Linked DNA regions of Sus scrofa: regions 2 and 3 are each linked to region 1. Evidence: chromatin contacts called from public Hi-C data. All regions are on one chromosome and are shown on one strand. The core of a region is the stretch at or near the end of the contact, and the rest is flanking DNA. Distances in the headings are between cores, read along the strand shown. Region 1 holds the start of SOX6 (transcription factor SOX-6). Region 2 has its middle 620 kb from the start of INSC. Region 3 has its middle 740 kb from the start of SOX6.

Region 1 (3,655 bases), core at 539-3,038:
AACGACGGTTAAAACCTTGTATTCTCGCCTTGAAAGTCTTCTTAGACCAGCCGTCAGGACAATTCAGAACTACATGACTTCATCTTAAGGTCGCTAACTTCCTTCAGGAAGGGCTTTATAGGTATTGTATAAATAGGGCAAATATTAATGTCTTTACTTCCAAAACACGGGGAATGAGAACTTTTACTGAAACGAAGAATAAGTAAAAGAGTATAAAAAGCCAAGAGGAAGAAGTTGAAAACTTTAATTACAGCCCGGAGAAAACTTTTAGCAATTGATTTCCTTAAACAGGGATAACAAACATACCAACACTCCAGTAGCCCAGCGCACTAAATTTAAGTTTGATGTAGCCAAATAACCCGAACTCCCAAATAACAGTGCCCTTGGGACTCTGTCTCAAAGAGGTCGGAACTCATGTTTCAACAACAAAAGCAAAAAACAAACTGAATAATGCCCTGCATTCTTTAAGATGTCATTTTGCAAAAGGATCAGGCATTGTCCCTCGACTTTAAATGGATAGAGGATAACATTAAATTTCATTTGAATCTGCGCACCATCCTGTTGGGAAGACCACAGCGGTAGCGACTGTAGCAAGCAGCAGCACCGCCACAAAGGAGGTAGGGAAAAGTGGTAAAAATGCATGAACTTTTTTCAAAGAAAAATAAAGATAAATCAAAAATAAGTTTTACAGACATGTCTTTCCTGGCTTAGGAAAGTTAATTTTTAAATGTTCTTCTGCTGTCTAAGGTGCAAAGCCGAATCTAGGGGAGTGCGTGGCTGGAATCTGCATGCTGATAAGAGAAGGCTGATGTACTTACAGTGACAGAGGGCAGGCTGCGGGAGAAAAGCTGTTTGTGTTAGCCTGCGAGTTACCCAGGGCTGCAGTGAGAGCAGAAGGGAGGAGTGGGAGTGCCAGTCTGCGTACACCTTCACCGCGTCTCATTACATCTGCCAGCCTCTCTCTCCCTCTCTCTTTCATTTCCACATTCCCTTTGTTCCTGAAAAAAAAAAATCTACACGTCACATCAGAGTCCCCAGATGCAGTCTACACCAAAGAAAAAAAATGAATAATTCAATCAAACTGTGCATAGTCTCTAAGGCAATAAATCTATTGCACTTAAAGAAACGAAGGGTAATTACCACCGTGGAATTAGAATAAGGCCAAAGACCCGAGATGTCGTTAAGTCTCTAGGTAAACTCCCCGGTCAAATAAAGTTTCATTTATTTAATCCTTTTGACATCTCAAATGGAAAGTCAGAGAAAGACTTTTAACTTATTTTAGACGGATATTCACTTATCTCTAAACATATTTTAGAAGGGGGGACACAGGGGAGAAGCCTCGGGTGTACTATCCTGCTGAAAAGGCTCCCAAAGGCAGCAGCATAGAGCGGGCACAAACACGAACGAAGACAATGTGTCCGTGGAGCCTGTCCAGGGTCAGTTTCTCCACCACTCCACCCTCCTCCAGTCTTCTCTAATCAGAGGAGGATCGCCCTCTACTTTCACCCACCACTGAAGCTCGACTTAAGGGCAGCTGGAATCTGAGAACCTTACCTGCAACACCGGGACCTAAGAGAAATCGCGCTTCCCTGTCACCAACACCCCATGCCATCCCCATGCACCCCTCCAAGTCCCGTACCATCTACTTCTTCCATCTGCCTGAGAGAAACTGTAAACGGGATTTTTTTTTCCCCATGATTGAATGGAAGCTCTGTACTATACCGACTTCTGGATTTGCCCTGGGTTGAGTTTAGGGAATGTCTGGAAAGAAAAAAGGGAGGAAAAAAGGAGGGGGGCAACTCAAGCCTTGTCCAAGTTAGTCAGAAGGCTGTGTTAGGCAGGAAAGAGCCTACGGGAGAAACAGCTGGGATGCACACTGACTATGGAAATCTCAGTTCTAGGAACCGTGTCCTTTCGTCCTGGAGGTAAGAGAATGTGGCTATCGCACGTTTATTCTTTTGCTGTCTGTGTGTCTCTCTTCCCCACCCGCAGAGACTCTTCCCCCTCAGATCAGCTGGCATGCACCCCGGAGAAGGATACGGCACGACATAGGGCTTTATTTTCCAGGTCTCTCCACTCATAAATTGTGGGTGTCACTGAAACGAGATTAGCAAATCTTTTACCGCTGGCGGCAGCCACCAGACCCTCCGTCCCTCTGCCGGTTGCACACTGGTCGCGGCATGTCGGACTGCAGGGCGGTCGGGAAGACCCAGCCCGCTGAGTTGCCTGGCCTGAGGGTTCAGGTGATGCAAGGGAGAATCGTGGCGTCCTAAACGGGTTCCGCTGAGTGTTTCCACCCTATCACCACCTCCCGCCGCCTCCGCGCGTTTGGTCGCTCACACAAACACATAGACACATACACATTCGGCTATTCTGGCCGAACTCATCTAAACTCAAGTCTCTTTAACAGTCAATTCAGCCCGCTTGAGAGCAGCGGGAAAACTAGGATGATACGTGGATGAACCGGGAGGGTGCCAACTGTCCGGCTTGGCCGAGCTTTGTTTACGTGCCTAAGTCGCCACCTTGAGGTCGAGTGGAAGACTGCGCCCAGCTCCAGGTTTCTGGAGACCCACTCGGCTGACACCGGCCCCGCAGCGGTGGCAACTGCTTTAAAAGAAAGGAAAGGGACCACTTCAAAGGAAAGCAAAGGGAGGGCACCCCGTGAGCGGACGGTCTGAGCAGGGCATGGCCTGCCCTTTAGGCTGAGAAGAGTAAGGGCTAAAACTGCAAGTTAGGTGAAACCAATAGCCGGGAAATCGAGCACAGGAGCATTCTCCAAGCAAAGTGCAAAGCTCCAGGACAAAGTCTGCAGCTCCAAGGCAGGCGCTTCGGCCTTAAACTTGAAGCAATAACTCCCAGGGCAGTAGCCAGGAGTGGAGGCAGCTTCAAAGAGCCATAGCAGCCTCTCCGGTCCCGACCGAGGACCAAGCTCCCTTTTGCAACGACCTCGGCTTAGTTCGGACTCTGTACTCCCTGGGGCTCTTCTTCTGCTTGCTCTCCACTTTTGGGACCGAAGACAAAGGGACTCAGGGACGCAACTAGACCCGAGGTCTCTAGTAGCGAGCTTCCGGGAAGAGAACCGCCTGAGGGATGTGTTCAAGCAAACTAGCTGCCTGCCTTGAGGGTTGGGCACTTAGCTCTACAGTCGCCCATTTCTCGGGAAATCAGTCCTTCTTATTGTATAACAATGGATTCGGTTTAAAAAAATAATGATTGATAATTATACCAGCGATTTTCAACTTTCCCACTCTATTGCAACCTTTTTTGTATACTGTCCTTATTCTGTATTCATGCCTTGCATTATAAGGATGCCAGGCTTCAGCATACTCTAGCTAAATTCTGAATTAACTTGTGGTTGTTCTTTGCTATGCCTGGATACTGCCTCCAAGCCTTGGGGACATCTTCAAGGCCACTCCGAGTCCATCCTCCCCTGTGAAGGATGTGTCCAAAGGATGCCCTCCTCATTCCTCTGTTACTTGGGTGCATAGGCATTTTCAAATGCAATGCTTTACAAAAGGAGAGGAAAAATAATTTTATTTATTTCCAGAAAAACTACACTTAGGAACTATCTTGTGCTATATGAGGCTATAAATCATCCCTTGCTGACTCCAACTGGGGCCCTTCAGTATATTGGTCAGAAAAATAATAATAATAA
Region 2 (3,655 bases), core at 349-2,848, 950 kb before region 1:
ACAGCTTCATCTATCACTGGTTAGGGCAATTTATCTCCTTTTTTCAGAGGAGGGTATTGAGACACAGAGAATTCTCCAAAAAGCATATTACCCATGGACACCTTACATCAGATAGCATTCTGATAAAAAACAGAGATGGAATTCTGATCTGACAGCGGTGGTACTGAGGAAAGTGTTTTCCTGGATCTCTGGGATAGAAGTGATTAGCCTCATTTCAATCTGTCTTTCCCAAAGTCATTTGCCTTGCTTATTCCTGACTTTGAGGGCAGATGTGACCACGCTTGGCTCTTTGATTTTTGAGGGGGTAGATAAAGTTGGGGACTGGAGCCACTTTCCTATTACATAACACGATCATTCCCTTAACTAAAAAAGTGGGGGAGGGGGAGGTGCACAGTTTCCAATTCAAGTGCTTTTCAAAAAATAGGGGAAAAACATAGTTAAAAAATTTGAAGAAAGAATGCCTCCCTAAACGTGAAATTGTTCAGAAATAGGTATTTGTAATAGGATTCAAAGTGCTCATGACAGCTACTACTTACACTGTTTAAAAAGTTGCAATTAGTACCAAAAGGCTTGGATGAAGAAAACATCATATCATAGGCATATTTATAAAACAACTTCCATCAGCCAAAGGAAAAATGGACAGAACTCTATTACAAGCTTTTTATATTTGAAGAGCAATTTCTAATAATATATCTAGAAGCCATTTCTGAAATTGACTTAGTGTGCATGATCTGGGATTAATGTTTTTTGCAAAATCACATGCTCATTTGAACGTAAACATTTTGCACTTCCGTTCCACCTCCTGGTTCAGAAGAATGCAACACCAATGTGTAAAATGATCTATCAAAATTAATTGTGAATGCCCTAATCCAATCAAGTCCACCTCATTAGGCAAACATTTAAATTATTAAGTTAAATAGTAGGATATTTCAATATCATCTTGTTATGCTATTTTTATGGCGGTGCAAATGCTGTCTACAGATGGGCTCAGCTTCCTGGACTTGCCACTATTGTTGAGGCACTTATCACCTCCGCTGGCAGGTTTCACACCTGTGTGACCTTGGTCCAGCCACAAACACTCACTCCCTCATAATTACTGTTGGAGCACCTACTATGTGCTAAAATTTGAAAGCCAGAGAAGACCTGCAGGATTAGCTCGTCACTTCTTTTCGAAGACATAGAAACTGAAGTTCTGAGAGCTTGGATCCTTTTTCATGGATCACTCAGCAAATTTGTAGCAGAGCAGCATGGAGAATCATGGCTTCCTGACTGCATCCATCTCTCTGCTTTCTTTTTCACTCTTCTAAATTGGTTTCCTGTTCATCTCCCTCTCTGCTTTAATTGAAGTAGAAATATAGAAATAAAATAGATCAGGTCCATGTTGGACATATTTTGAATAATGAGTCTTTTGCAAAATGACACTTTTATCCCACCCCCACCCCCACCCCATACCACACAAGATACACTCCCAACCTGGTTGTTCTTCTCAGGGCTTTAAATAGCTTGTCCTTTCCAAATTCCTCCAGCCAGCAAACAGCTATTCATCATTCTATATTTCCTTGAAGGCCAGCCCAACAGAGACATGTTTGGAAGAAATAAGATCTGGATGTCTCAGATTCCAGCCCCCAAATTAGTCTCTGGGTATGTGTATGTTGCAGGGAGGAAGAAGAAAGAGGAAACAGATAGGAACTAAAGCAGGCCTGAGGTCCAGGCATCACTCTGCCTATACTGGGATCCGGAAAATTACGTAGTCCTGTCCTCACCAGAACCCCCACTCCCTTTCCCCTCAGGGAGTGTGATCATGATGTCTGAAGATTTCACCCCAATTCTGGATGCAGATCTAGGGGACCTCTAGATGCTACCCTATTCTTTGCCATAAAGTGAAATGAAGAATTTCCCTGTGAACCCTTTTTGGTGTTTGGCTCAAATATGCACCCAGTTCTCTTTTCCTTATCCTCGGGGCGTGACTGAGGCAGGGAAAGAACTACCAAAGACATTTCCAAGGGAAACAGAACAGAGAGGGCCAATGGATCTGGATAATCCACACTGCTGAGTTTAGCTAGTGGGTTGTCTGATCCAGGCACCAGAGTTTCATTACAACCTTCATGAGTCCTGGTTGGCACTTTTGTCTCCATGGGCAATTTCCTCCATAAAATCTTTAAAAATTAAAAAAAAATCTTAAAACTACATTAATATAAAGAGGAATATATTAATATTATGAAATGACATTTCTTTCAACCTAAATTTTTTTTTTCCTCCTGATGTTAAAGGAATTTAAAATGTTTCTGTGAGTCCCTCCCTAAAGGTACCAGGGGCGCCGGGCACTGAGCCTACTGTTAATGGATAAATGCGCGCTGTCAGGCCCAAGAGCGTGAAGCTCAGGGAGAAAAGTCTCCCACTCTGCCTCCATTTGGTGGATGGACATCAATTCCAACAGCCTGGAAATATCTAGTTTCTCTGGATGCGGGCAAGAGGAAAGAGCTTTATCTCCTGTCCTCTCATTTCCTATTTCCTATCTGAGCACAAATTGAAAATTATTGGTGTAGGAAGAGGTCACCGTCTTTAATATCAATCAAGCTTAGGCTCTCCAAGGTTATCTTTGGAGGAAAACCACCTTTGTTCCTTGTCCTCTCAGTTTGATTCCTTTTGCCACCATCACAACCGTCCTCCGTAAAGACACATTGTTCACATGTTAAAATGCAGCTCAGTCAGGGTTAGAATCATCAAAAGACCTTCCCAAGGGGAAGTAAACACAGAGAATACTGTGAATTCATGATTCAAAAGGGCCCATAAGAACAGATGTTGGCAGCTATGACTCAGCAGAGGGACCTGGGTAGCCTTTGTTTAAAGAGCTGTAAAATTGGAAACTAATGCACCACTGGTGGGAGTATAGGTTGGTGCAACCCCTTTGCCAAAGCCCTGGCAGTATCAGCTAAGGTTGTCACATGACCCAACTTTTCTGTGCCTAAGTACTATATTGAACCAGATGAAATTGCCAACATTTGGCTGTTTTTGATCTACAAAAATGGCAAGTTAATTTGATTTGATCTAACACATAACCAAAAGAAATGCATTTGTCAAAAGCCACGTTTAAGATTGGTAGAGGAGCACTGTTCCTAGTAATTAAGCACTGGACATGCACAAAAACCCGTCAACCATAGCTTGGATTAAAAAAATATATGGTTTATTCATAGAAGAGTGCATGCAGTAAGGATAAATAAATTACAACTATCTATAACATCTTGGATGGCGCTCACAAACAGTGATGACTGAAAGAAGTCAAACGCAAAAGGGTATATATTGTATGATTCCATTTATATAAAATTCAGGTGCAAACACTACTAGCCCAGTTTGTTAGAAGTCAGAAAGGGGTTACCCTAGCCAAAGGAGACTATATGTTGACCTGAAACACATGTAAGGAACACTTTCTTGATCTGAGGATCAGTTTCATGGGTGTGTATACTTTGAGAAAATTCCCCAAGCTACATGAATTGCCTATGTACATTTTCCTTTCTTAAAAAGTTTCACTAAAAAAAAAAAGTAAGCTGCAGAAGGACTCAGGCAGCTGTTGGCACAGAGACACCAGCTGGCTCCAGGGGCGCCTGCACTCTGCCCTCCAGTTCTTGTTTGTGCCTTAGCAGATTTTTTGACCATT
Region 3 (3,655 bases), core at 608-3,107, 740 kb before region 1:
TTCCTCCTTCCAGCCCTGGTGGTTACATTAATTGCTAATGACAATGGCAACCTTCACTCTGTGTGGTTTCCTGCCCAGATTCTGGATCCTTTACAAGACTCCCTTTTCTTTTTTTCCCAGATAGGAAATGCAACCCGAGACGTGTGAAGCAAAAAAACACTGTGCTTATTGTCATAGCCTCCACTCCTCGCCCGGCTCCCAGGCCGGCTGTGTGTGCTCTGGGGTGTCTGCCCCGCCACAGGGAAGAATAAACCCAGACTCAAATCATAGGAAATTCATCAAATGGCTTCTCAGAGCTCTGTCTTTCAAGGTCTGTTTCCCTGCCATATGATCTCTATAAACCAAATCACTGTTAGCCAGGGCACAGGACCAGAGGCGCCGGGGGCTCATGGATAATGAATGCCAAATGCATGTGACAATAGACTGATCAGCGAGCTAAATGAAAATTCTGAGTCGTGCTTTTGTATCTATGTACATGCACGCATGCATACACACGTGCATGCACCCCCATGCACGCGCGCAAGCACACAGTTTATCCTAACAATGGTCCATGGTGCCAGACTCAGTTAACTCACCTCTGAGTAACTCGGTCACATTATCAAGACAAAGAAGAGTAAAATGAAAGAGGAAAAAGTAGCCGATCCCAGTTTAGCTGGGCACACTCCTCAGGGAAGAAACTCAGATCTGACTCAGGAATTTCAGAACGCCTTTTGCTCAGGGACTAACGTGGAGGGTGGAGGGAGCTCCACTGAAAAATGAGAACCAAGGGCTCATTTTGGGCATCAAAGGTAAATGGGAGCAATTGTCCTCCATGGACTGAATGATGGTATGATCTTCCCCAGTAATGGTTTTGACTCCTCCTGGCTCTGACCAACCCTTACGCTCAATAGCCCTGTGGGCAAGGTAAGCTCCAGGTAACCATGGGGCAAGGTAAGAGACGAGAACATGGCACAGAAACTCACAGGCCACCAGCTAAAAGCAAAAAGGTAATTAATGTTATAGCCTTTTAGATTCTAGAAAATACTGCACTTAAAACTGCAAGTCAACGAAGCGGCTGTCAGCAACCGATAAATGCTTCCATATTCACAGGCATCAGCAATCTTCCCCTTACAAAAAAAGTAATAATACATACATATTAATGGATCACATTTTGTCCTTTGGGGAGCATAATTTTTAAAAGGGCCAAGGCAGCAATAATAGTTCCTTTAAAAATTCTAAATGCTGTAATTGTTTTTTCTGAATTATGGTGCTAGGATTTAATTAGTGATGAATGTTCGGTATGGGGTTTGGACATTTTTGATGAATTCAGCCAAACAGAAAAGTAGTCTTGTCCTCACTACTCTCTGCCTATCCTCCCCCCGCCCCTTTCCCTCCGCAGGGCCCTGAGGTGTGCGTGTACATGAGATTGCGTCCATGGAGGAATTTCCTTTTCTGCAGTCGGGCCGTAGTTCAGAAGGAGATTTAACCACAGTTCAACGAGGAACATGAAACATGGTCAGCGAGGTCATGCAATTCAGCACAAGCTTTGAGGTTTTCTAGATGTAAAGAGGGACGCTCATAAAATGCAAGCGGAAGAAATTTCTTTTGGCGATGTTCCTATCACTAGAAAGAAGTTACCCAGGTCTTGGGTTAGGCTCTTGGGCTAAAGGGGCTCATGGGCAATAGGGCTAAAGGTGTGTGTGTGCGCGCACGCGCGTGTTGCTGTAAGAGGCGGGGGAGGGTTTCTTCATTCATTCAATGAATTACCATTAAGCAAAGCCTACTGGGTCCAAATTCTCTGAGCTAGGCACTGAGCACACAGCCCTGGCAATGGAGCACTTGTGCGGGAATAAACACAATCGCTTTGTTCTTCTCCAAACCATTTCTTTGTAAAAGCAGCTGGAGGGAAGCCCAGAGCAGCGGCCATCCACAGAGGCTGACTCAACGTGGCCTACACAGCAGGGCCCCGGGGGGCCAAGCACCCCTCTCATCCACCTTCAGGACTTCTTTCATTTGAGACCTGGAGGCTGTTCCTAGGTTCCCAGGATCCTCTATTAACATGCAAATGCCCCTGGGAAAGGTCACACCTTGAGGCCCCATCAGCTAACCTCTTGCTCACCAGTTGCTTCTTAGCAAGGATTAGCAGAAATAGAACACCAAAAAGGCTTGTGGGGTGGGGGGAAGGTTAGGGCTTGTGGAGACTGAGAGGTAAAAGACCTTTTCCTCTTGCCAAGATTTTCCTGGACAGTCAATTTGCTTTATTTCAACACAGCAATCAGTATACCTCTTCCAATAAAGGTTGATTTCTTTAAAACTGTAAGACTAAACGAAATATATTTACATACCTTTCATCTCTGCCTCGATTATGCAGTATCACCTGCTGCACAATTTTGCCCAAAGAGTAAAAATCCTGCCTCTAACATGGCCATCCACAGCAGTCAGTGAGGTTTTTATCCCCATGAGTCTAGCACCCTGTCTTGTTTCTCTCTGTCATCTCCCACCTGCTACCTTCCATCCTTCTTATCCTCCTTTCTCCTCTTAGCATAACCTCCTTCTTCCTCATCTTCCGCCACCGTAGGCTTCTCCAGAGTCTTGCTGAGGCCCACGGGGCCAGATGCTACAGAGCCTTCATCATTCTTCTCAAAAAAGCCTTTAAAATGTCATCTGGAGACAGCCATGATTTAGCGCACAGAGTTGTGAATCAGCCAGAAAGACCTGGATTCAAATGCTGGTTCTGTCACTTCTAGATACTGGAGGCAAGTGGCTTATACTCTCAAATCATCAGTTTCCTCATTGTTTGTCTTTCAAAAGGAACATATAATATATACTATATAAGTTGCATATATTATATAAATATATATATGATACAAATATTATACATCATGCCTAGCATATGCCAGGCACACAGTTAAGTGTTAAATAAACATTTGTCATTGCTATTGTTATATATGATATCATATTTATAGCATAATCCTATTTCTTAATGAAATCTTATAATACAATCCAATTTCTTTATGAAATGAGATTCCAAAATAATGTTTGTGAAGTTTTTTAAAAAATGCACTATAGAGGAGTTCCCATCATGGCTCAGCCGAAATGGATCTAACAGCCATGAGGACACAGTTTCAATTCTTGGCCTCCACAGTGGCTCGGATCCGAAGTTGCTATGGCTGTGGTATAGGCCGGCGGCTACAGCTCCGATTGGACCCATAGCCTGGAATCTCCATAAGCCATGGGTGTGGCCCTAAAAAGACAAAAAACAAACAAACAAACAAAATGCACCATAGTTGCATACTAGTGAGTGTAAGCCTCCAAAGTTATTCCCTTAGGGAAATGTTAACTTATAACTTTTCTGCCCCTGATCATACTTGTTATGTATTTATTCTTTTATTCATGCCACAATTATTCCATGTGCTCTGCTACGTGCCTAGCAAAAGCACTGATCTAGGTCCTTTAAACCCAGAGGTAAGCTCACTTGGTCCCTGACTTCTAATGAGTCAAAGCAGATTCAGCAATAGCCAGTGTCCATAAAGAGTTATAAGAAAACAGTAAAGAACAAACTGTCTGGGGTAGCTGGTGAAGACATTCAGAGAGGCATTCGAGCTGAATACGAAAGGAAGATAATATTTGTCACAATTTATTAAGACTCTTCTACGTGCCAGTCACTGAACTAGAG

The links. Hi-C and Micro-C count contacts between places; a contact is called where the count stands out from the background.
Region 2: a Hi-C map of fetal skeletal muscle shows a contact between it and region 1, with 3 times the contacts expected there. The contact joins the enhancer-like site here to the promoter of SOX6 in region 1. A contact is called at or near these places in 24 of 47 Hi-C or Micro-C datasets (adipocytes, alveolar macrophages, brain and 14 more) and 1 of 2 datasets of contacts at active chromatin or transcription factors (skeletal muscle).
Region 3: a Hi-C map of epiblast stem cells shows a contact between it and region 1, with 2.4 times the contacts expected there. The contact joins the enhancer-like site here to the promoter of SOX6 in region 1. A contact is called at or near these places in 1 of 5 promoter capture datasets (liver), 8 of 47 Hi-C or Micro-C datasets (epiblast stem cells, fetal heart ventricle, fetal skeletal muscle and 4 more) and 1 of 2 datasets of contacts at active chromatin or transcription factors (skeletal muscle).

Annotation. Positions count from the first base shown.
Region 1 is chr2:42,445,524-42,449,178 of Sscrofa11.1, reverse strand. SOX6 (transcription factor SOX-6) reads right to left here and starts at 1,788. Exons shown (of 18, transcript XM_021085342.1): 1 at 1,640-1,788; 2 at 819-998.
Region 2 is chr2:43,392,769-43,396,423 of Sscrofa11.1, reverse strand. No RefSeq gene overlaps it. Among named protein-coding and RNA genes, the nearest start is that of INSC, 620 kb to the left of the region's middle. Within about 2 kb of position 1,598, at least 5 of the 83 cell types and tissues checked have an H3K27ac peak or open chromatin away from gene starts, as enhancers often do. A contact at or near this core is called in fetal skeletal muscle and skeletal muscle, where this site is marked.
Region 3 is chr2:43,184,568-43,188,222 of Sscrofa11.1, reverse strand. No RefSeq gene overlaps it. Among named protein-coding and RNA genes, the nearest start is that of SOX6, 740 kb to the right of the region's middle. Within about 2 kb of position 1,857, at least 13 of the 83 cell types and tissues checked have an H3K27ac peak or open chromatin away from gene starts, as enhancers often do. A contact at or near this core is called in epiblast stem cells, where this site is marked.